3 separate regions of the Hordeum vulgare genome follow, and regions 2 and 3 are each linked to region 1. Evidence: chromatin contacts called from public Hi-C data. All regions are on one chromosome and are shown on one strand. Each heading gives the region's core, a stretch centred on a gene start, on an enhancer-like site or on the middle of the called end of the contact. The rest is flanking DNA. Distances are from core to core; before and after follow the strand shown. Region 1 holds the start of LOC123449296 (protein OBERON 4-like). Region 2 holds the start of LOC123449295 (sugar transport protein MST4). Region 3 holds the start of LOC123446778 (heat shock 70 kDa protein 8).

The links. A called contact is a pair of places that touch in the nucleus more often than the background predicts.
Region 2: a Hi-C map of seedling shows a contact between it and region 1, with 2.6 times the contacts expected there. The contact joins the promoter of LOC123449295 here to the promoter of LOC123449296 in region 1. A contact is called at or near these places in 3 of 6 Hi-C or Micro-C datasets (leaf and seedling).
Region 3: a contact with region 1 is called in a Hi-C map of leaf, with 6 times the contacts expected there. The contact joins the promoter of LOC123446778 here to the promoter of LOC123449296 in region 1. A contact is called at or near these places in 3 of 6 Hi-C or Micro-C datasets (all in leaf).

The regions. Positions count from the first base shown.
Region 1 is chr4H:530,941,008-530,943,763 of MorexV3_pseudomolecules_assembly, forward strand. LOC123449296 (protein OBERON 4-like) reads right to left here and starts at 1,451. Exons shown (of 3, transcript XM_045126454.1): 1 at 1-1,451. The coding sequence starts at 1,169.
Region 2 is chr4H:530,803,898-530,806,597 of MorexV3_pseudomolecules_assembly, forward strand. LOC123449295 (sugar transport protein MST4) reads left to right here and starts at 1,262. Exons shown (of 3, transcript XM_045126453.1): 1 at 1,262-1,494; 2 at 2,573-2,700. The coding sequence starts at 1,359.
Region 3 is chr4H:530,687,310-530,690,009 of MorexV3_pseudomolecules_assembly, forward strand. LOC123446778 (heat shock 70 kDa protein 8) reads left to right here and starts at 1,314. Exons shown (of 2, transcript XM_045123319.1): 1 at 1,314-1,557; 2 at 2,678-2,700. The coding sequence starts at 2,679.

The sequences.
Region 1 (2,756 bases), core at 201-2,700:
GACGAAGTGCTCTGCCCACCCACATCAGCAGCATTGACACAATCTTGTCGTGTAACGGAGGAAGTGCTCTGTCCACCTTGATCAATGGCACTGGCAGCTTCATCTCCTCCACACACTTTCTCTGTGACATCCGATGCTGATTTCTCATGCTGTCTATTTGTTACTTTCTCTGTGACATCCGGTGCTGATTTCTCATGCTGTGTATTTGTTACTTTCTCTGTGACATCCGATGCTGCTGATTTCTCATGCTGTGTATTCGTTACTTTCTCTGTGACATCCGATGCTGCTGATTTCTCATGCTGAGTATTTGCTGCTTTCCCTGTGACATCCGATGCTGATTTCTCATGCTGTGCGTTTGTTACTTTCCCTGTGACATCCAATGCTGATTTCTCATGCTGTGTGTTTGTTGCTTTCCCTGCTTCTGCAACAGCATCATCCCTGATCTTCCCTTTCTCCTTCCCCAAGTTGTCAGCAGCCTGAGTTCTCACATCCACTCTTAGTCTCGGCCCAGGAGAATCCACTTTCTTCAACTCGCATCTCTTACTAGTTCCCTTGTCATCAGCACGGCCTGAGTCAACCCACTTCTGATGCTCCGCGGTGGCAGGCGGATGCGGAGGCGGGGCTTTGGTGTCCGGATCTGGCGCAAGTTCCCCTTCCTCGATCTCACCGGCGGCGCAGTTGTGCTTCCTCAACTTGTCCCCCTTGGGACCATCGATCCTCCTCCTGGGCTCACTGGGAGACCGGCGAGGGGGCGTCGGCGGCGACGGCGCCTGCCGCCTGGTCGCAGACTTGTGGCCGTCCAAGCCGTGCGGATCCCTCCAGGGGCCACCGGGACGCCGCCACGCCGAGCCGCTGCCGCTCGCATCCCAACGCGACCGGTCGCGGTCGGCGCGGAAGCCCTTGGGGAACTCGCGGCGGAAGCCGGAGAAGCTCTCGGAGCGGTGCATCGCCCGGTCCCCTCCATAGCCCCGCGGCGATGGGGAGTCCCGGTAGCGGTGGTCGTAGAACCTGCCGCCGAAGCCGCCCCGGCGGTCGAACTCGTCGCTCTCGTACTCGGCGGGGCGGCGGCGCGGCGGCGGCGGGGACGGCGGGCCCCCGCGGTCGTAGAACCTCCGCCTGTCGCCGTCCGGGTCGTCGTCGTCGACGTAGGACGACCGCTGGCGCTTCATGCCAGATCGGCCGCGCCGAGGAAGGGTGTGGGGTGGGGTGGGGCTGCCGCCGAGGAGAGATAAGGAAGTAGCGGGCGAGAGCGTACGGGCAAATGCTCGCGTCGCCTCGGCTTGCTTCCGGCTCCCTCTCCCTCCCTCCCTCCTCTGGCTCTGGCTCGCTCGCTCCCGGCCACTCCCCTCACCTCCTAGTCGCGGTCAACGGGCGTCACCCAGATTTGGACCCGGGTCTCAGAGTCGGCCGCGCTTCGTCTCTCTCTCTCTCTTTTTTACCGCCGACGGAGAGCGGTGCTGCTGGCCCGCCCGTGGGCTCTGACGCGCGGGGGTCGCTCGGCCGGGGCCCGCCTTCGTAGATGGCGTGGCGCAGCGGATCCGGCGCCGAACAGGGGACGCGGGGCCGGGCGCCGTGGCGCGGTGGCGCGTGGCGGAGCGGGGAGAATGGCGATGGTGGAGTCGCGGTGGTGGATGTGGTGGGGTTGGTGGCGAGCTGGGGATGCGGCTGGGGCGATGGGTCGTGTCGTGGAGGGAGGCCTCGGGTGGCGTGTGCTGCGGTGCGGTGGTCTGATCTGATGTGTGTGTGAGCCAGAAAGGTCAGCTTTTGACTGGCGTTTGCGTGCAGACGAGATAGCATGGGCATCACCTCCGCCCTTGTGTGACTTGCCCCGTCGACCCCACGATTTTTCTCTCTCCAGATTCCGGTGGAGTGGAGTGGAGTGGAGCCGGTCAGCCAAGTGGAGCCCTGCCACAGACTTCGAAAGAAAAAAATGGAGTTTGCCGCGATGTTGCGTGCTTCTCCCTCCTTTGCGGCCAACAGATTCCTGGATTTAAAACGGGTTCCCTGGTTTTTTTTTCCTTCTTTTTCAAGACGAGATGAGAGGGACTGCGGAGACCGGAGGCGCTTGTCAATTGCTTGACGAGAACAACAAGCCACCTGTTTTTCCTCCGCCTCGGCGAGTAGAAGCTGACTACTCCTCCACTAATTTATGTTCCAAAGTTTGCTTGCATTACAGGTTCTCTGTTTTTCTTTAATTAAAACACTGGTAATATTAGGAAATCACGAGTGGATGTTGAATATGTAAGAACATATACAGTTGGACCCTCAAATCCGTCTCAAACACCGGGCTAGGCTTCCCGGTAACTCACTCGTCATAAAAATTCGATTTAGTCGGACCCTTCAAACGGGCCTCAAATGTTCGGGCTCACAGACATCTTTCATATCCAACCCAAATATGGGGTGGGTATACGGGATCCTGGCACGTCCATCATGTCGGTCTGATGACGTGGCCCCATGCGGACTCGTTCGAATTCCCGACCATCCGACGGGCACCTCCACCATCGACGCGTTGCGAACGCCACGTGGCGCCACTTCGGCTCACCATCCTTATCCATAGCCGGCTATTTAAGCCGGCCAGCGTCCCCCAACCCTAGCACATCCCCCTTCCTCCCTTCCATCGTCGTCACCCGAGCCCGTCAGCCATGCCCCCACGCCGCCGCCACTACATGATCTAGCAGTGTCTGTGGCTCCTTGCGCAGGTCCGGATCCGGAGGGCCGCGGGGCTACCTGTGGATCCGGAGGAGGATTTTGAGGAG
Region 2 (2,700 bases), core at 12-2,511, 140 kb before region 1:
GGCGACCGGTCGTTAGCCACATGCTCTAATTCCACGGCCTGCGTTCATTTCCCGTGAGCCAAACGTGGACAGCCAGTTTAGAACTCGACTGGCCTGGCTGCGGCGTGCGTTTACAAAAAATAATGGAGAAATTTATAATACAATTTTGCAACGTCATCATATGCTGTATCATATCATGTCGACGAGGCTAGCTGGAAGTGAGATTTGATTTAGTCTCCACTTGGTCGACATCGTGACAGTCGTATATACAGCACAGCCATGTACTCCCTCCGTTCGTAAATATAAGTCTTTTTATGCATTTTAATAGAAAACAACATACGGTTGTATATAGACATATTTTAGTGTATAAGTTCACTTATTTTACTTTGTATGTAGTCTCGTGTTGAAATGTGTAAAAATACTTATATTTAGAAACGAAGGGAGTATATGTTACGACCGTATCTCGACGGGAAATCGGTAACGGTACAGAAGCCATACATAAACTAGCACCACTTGGCCAACACCACTTTCCCCTGCGAAAAGTACACGCGCGCATGCAATGCACTGTGGTGGTAATCGCCGCCGCACGCCGACCAGGAGTCAAATTTCTTATGCTCGCATGTAATGTATACTGCTGCTATCCACATCGACGAGCACATAATTTCCCCAAGCGAATCCATCCCCACGTGACTTATAAATTTCGTTAAAATGTATGTATGTGTTCAAAGTCAAGGTCCTCCATTCACACGGATCAAGCCAGCAACAAGGAAGCATCGCCCGGTGTTGACACTCCGAAAAAATCGGACGGATCGTTCACCGACGCGTGGGCCCTGCATCTAGAGATCTCGTTGTCAACAAGGTCGGCGTCCGATAAGAGAAGAGAATATCCTCCAAGTTTTCCGAACTACTCCTGCTACTCTCTAGTTTCTCTCTCTAAAAAAAACACGTTTTCCGAAAAGGTAGGTTAAGAAAAAAAGTTTCCAAAAAGGAGCCCATAAATGCTGACGATGGGGTTTCTATATGGATAAGCCATAATTTGTGGGAGGCACGGAAAAGAAAAGTCGTCGCTGCTTATGCACACAGCGGTGCGTTGCTCTGGCCCGTGGGCCGTGGAGCCGTCCGTTGACTGGCCAGCCCGCGAGCTGCGCTGGGCCTACCGGAGGATCCTGGCTGGAGGCGACGTGGCCGGATCTGGCCGCTCGGCTGCGTTTGAAATTTCTTAGTCGGGTGAGCTTCCCTCCCTATATATACCAAGGGACTTGGAGCCTTGTGTCCCATCTCCAATCCCCTCCTCTCTGCCTCCTCGTGTAGTTCTGTGGAGAAACGCTCGCTGCTTGCATTACATCGGCGTACGTAGCTTGACCGGCCGGCGTGGGAAGATGCCGGGCGGAGGGTTCGCCGTGTCGGCGCCGTCGGGCGTGGAGTTCGAGGCCAAGATCACGCCCATCGTCATCATCTCCTGCATCATGGCGGCCACCGGCGGCCTCATGTTCGGCTACGACGTCGGCATCTCAGGTATACTATACCCACGATGCTCTACATGCTGCCTATGCACTTCTTCCCGAGATCGATCATCTCCATCCATCCATGCATGTGCGTGCGCTGCGTATACTTCCGTTGCAGCTCTGGAAAATCATGTCAAATCTGCCTCACATGCATCGTCTAGGGATCCATAACGTCGCCGCATGTTCATGCGTGCGCTCCCACGATACCATTGGAGCCAGCATGGAAGAGAGAGGAGTTTAATTGAATAGACTCCATGGTTATGGATATGGCGATTCCTTGTGGCTGCCGTCTCTCGTCTTCACACGACGAAGCAGATAACCACAGATAATTGGAACGAAGTTAATGCAATTGATCCTCCTCATTAACTACCACAGATAATTGTTGGAGCCAGCTGATAATTCAACCCTTTCCTATTTATACTCCATTGTGAACACTATCCAGTTTTCTGGCGAGGATCATGCATGCGCTATACTCGCTAGCTCCTGTGCTAGCTGTATGATTCCGTGACTGATACCCCGTATATATAAGAATTAATATTAATTATAGTACTGTATTTGGAAGAAAATAGATAAGTGCTGTCATCTTGCCACCTACTTTCACAGGTTGTTAAGTCAACCCATCTGCAAATCTTCGAATCACGTTGGATTCCACAAAGCTGTCTTTTGTGTAGACACGTTGCCTTTTGGTTTAGTCTAGTTAATGAATTCTTATACTCCCTCCGTCACGGTCTAGAAGGCGCAGTTAAACTTGCCTGCGTTTTCAAAATAAACAAGGTTTAATGCGTGAAAGCAATTACTCTCATTAATTAGTACTAGTACTACTCATGCATGCGCCCTACTAATTTGCTGCTCACGCATTAGTACTAGTATTTTCTCAGTTGATTAGGCGCATTAGCATCTACACCTACTACATCTCACAACCAATCGGTGACTATCTTGGTTTCAGAGATTTTTTAAGTGTGCCTTCTAAACCGTGACGGAGGGAGTAGTAAAACTAATTAACAAAAAATTATCCATTTCTTTCATATCATCCAGCTCGATTACCAACCAACTCTAATATCTAAAAACGCACTGATGGTTTTTTGCAGGCGGGGTAACATCTATGGACGATTTCCTACGCGAGTTCTTCCCGGCGGTGCTGCACCGGAAGAACCAGGACAAGGATAGCAACTACTGCAAGTACGACAACCAGGGCCTGCAGCTCTTCACCTCGTCG
Region 3 (2,700 bases), core at 64-2,563, 250 kb before region 1:
ACTATCATTGGCACTCGATGAGTGAATCAAAAGATTACGTTAAATAAAAAATCATTGGCATTAAATGGGATGGTTGCACGGAATATTAAATGGAAGAAGACAATGCATTAAAATTAAGTGATCACGCTCGATCGTGTACATTGATAGCTGAATCAAAAACAGGTATGCTTGCCCACGTAGAATATAGACAAGAAGCTAGGTATCAGCAATGTTCACACTAAAAAAAGCTAGGCATCAACGGTAAAGAACTTCGAACGCATCATAACTAACTTGCTTTATTTTCTGAAGTATGTTTTTATTGAAAGATCAAATAGCAATGTGTTCAGCCATTTGAACAAAAGAGTCACAAAGCTGAGTTGGTGGGCGCATGCCTTATCCCATCGACGAGAGATCGAATCCCACTAGATGCAAATTTATTTTTCTCACACGAGATCGCGATCCCATCCCACAGTTGGCAGCCATGAGATCGCGATCCGACGGTAGCAAAATCATTCGGATCTGATGCATAAAGGGGAACGTTTAGATTTTACAAATTTCAAAAACAAAAAGATTGGAAAATGTTGAACAACAATTTAAATAAAATATTGATGATGTATATAAAAATGTTGAACAGGTATTTCAAAGATGTTTAACAAGTATGAAAAAATGTTTAACATGTATATAAAATTATAGACTAAAAAACAAAAAGAAAAAATGAAAAAATAAAAAAAATGAAACAAAAATGGAGAATAAAATAGAAAAATGCCAAAATCAGAGAAGAAAAAAATGAAGACCCGCTTCGGTAGGTCTTGATCCTACTACTAATAACTACTCGCGGTCTGTTGGTCATATATCGCTGATGTTTGTTGTTCCAACAAATAGACTGGATACTCTTATCTTTCCGTTAACTAGTTAATGGAAAGGGGTTTTCCCCGGTTGGATATGTGACCATATAAAAATGTTCTTTCAGACCAAAAAAATTATATCTTTATAGCATTAAAAAACTTGTTTATGTATCTTTGTTAAAACACTTCATGTATATTAATAAATATGTATGCGCGTGTTTAAAATTTACAACAAAAATATTTGCAAATGCAGAAATAAAAATGCGTGTAGTTTTCAAAACAGATGATGAGCCGTGCGTTACAATGGTAAAAAAAAGCTTCCATTGTAATGCACCACAACAGAAATCCAGTATTACTATTTTTAAAGTCTAACTACAAAATCCAGTCGAATCACGCAAACCTCGTTACGGACCCAATCCAGCCCAGGTGTTCCAGCCCAGTGCGCCACCGCTAGGCCGTTGGCAGCCACCCTTCCCCACTCCTTGAGCGGCGTCTCCCCTGTTCGCGACGCTTCCGGAACCTCGGCGGCGGCCGCCCGCGTGTCGTGCTCTCTCCCGGCCTCTCCAGAAAATGCCTTCCCACCTTCTTCTACCTCCCCCACCCCCTCCTTCGGCCAGCTTCCTTCTCAACCCATTTCCAGCGCACCCTCGGTTCGTTTTGCGCTGCCGCGGAGGAGCATCGACGAGCAAGGCCGGCGAAGAGAGTCCACTGCGCGCATCCCTCGCCCTTCCCGGTAAGGAACTTAAAATTCGATCCATGCCTGATTTCTTTACATGGATGTTGATCCGAGTACGAGTTCCGCTGAGTGAGTTCATTATTAGGCGTCTGTGTGCTTGGTGCGTGTTCTATGCTCTGTTCACACACTCAGGTTATGCCTGCAACTGGGTAGTACACTAGTAGCAGCGCGAGCGTCCAAGGTTTCCTGAGAACTTGCTGTGCATTTTGTTTAGGGTGGGAAATTCATCGCATACTGCATACTGCATACTGCAGGGATGGCTTGTTGCTGTCACCTGCCAATCAGGTGCTAAATTTTGCTTTGTGCAAGGTGGAGACACCAAGCAACGCACGCATCAGCTTAGATCATCTACTTATGTGCGTAGGTGTGCCTGGTTGTTTGAAACCCATATATTGCTGTGAAACCTTAGGCAAGTGTTTGGTTTGTCACGCGGGATTAAATGTTCCAGGCTCATCTTCTGAGCTAGGTTTCAGTGTATTATGCATGGTCGTCGAAGGATCAGCTAGGCAAGTTAAGCTGGTGTCTTGTTTTCTTGGTCACAGTTTAGATGAGTGAGGAAAAAGGATCAGCGTAATTGGAGTATTGGACACTCTTGGGTTGCCAACGAAGCAGAATTTGGTGGTGACTTTGTTCATGGTTAGTACAGAGAGGAGGAGTGACTTATTTCTCTTGGTAACTGCTGTAGTGTTTGCGGTCGTCTAAGCTTTCTTAGCAAAGCTGGAGCCTGCATTTTTTCATCTTTATATATATGCTTTTCACTTTCTTAAGGAAGTCAACGTAGTTACCCCTGTTGCTGGTTCAGTACAAAGTTGGTAACAGGTAATATGGATCGGAGGGAGTAGTTTAAATTATGCACTGACTGTTCATAATTCACTCTCCCCTGTGTGGTATGCTTCATGTCAAAGTTGGATTATAGTTGTAGATATTCAGGATTTTTGCGTGCAATTATTAGCTTTGAATGTCCAAATACCCAGCAGCATACATTTCGCATCTTGTAATGTGTGAAAGGAGTGAACCTGACTGTATAATTCACTGCTGTCCCTGTTTGAAGAATCTATTTTTGGACAACACTTGAAATAATCTAAGCACGCCTAACCGGTTAGACTGTATTTTGCAGGATGGCTGAGCAATTCTACACAG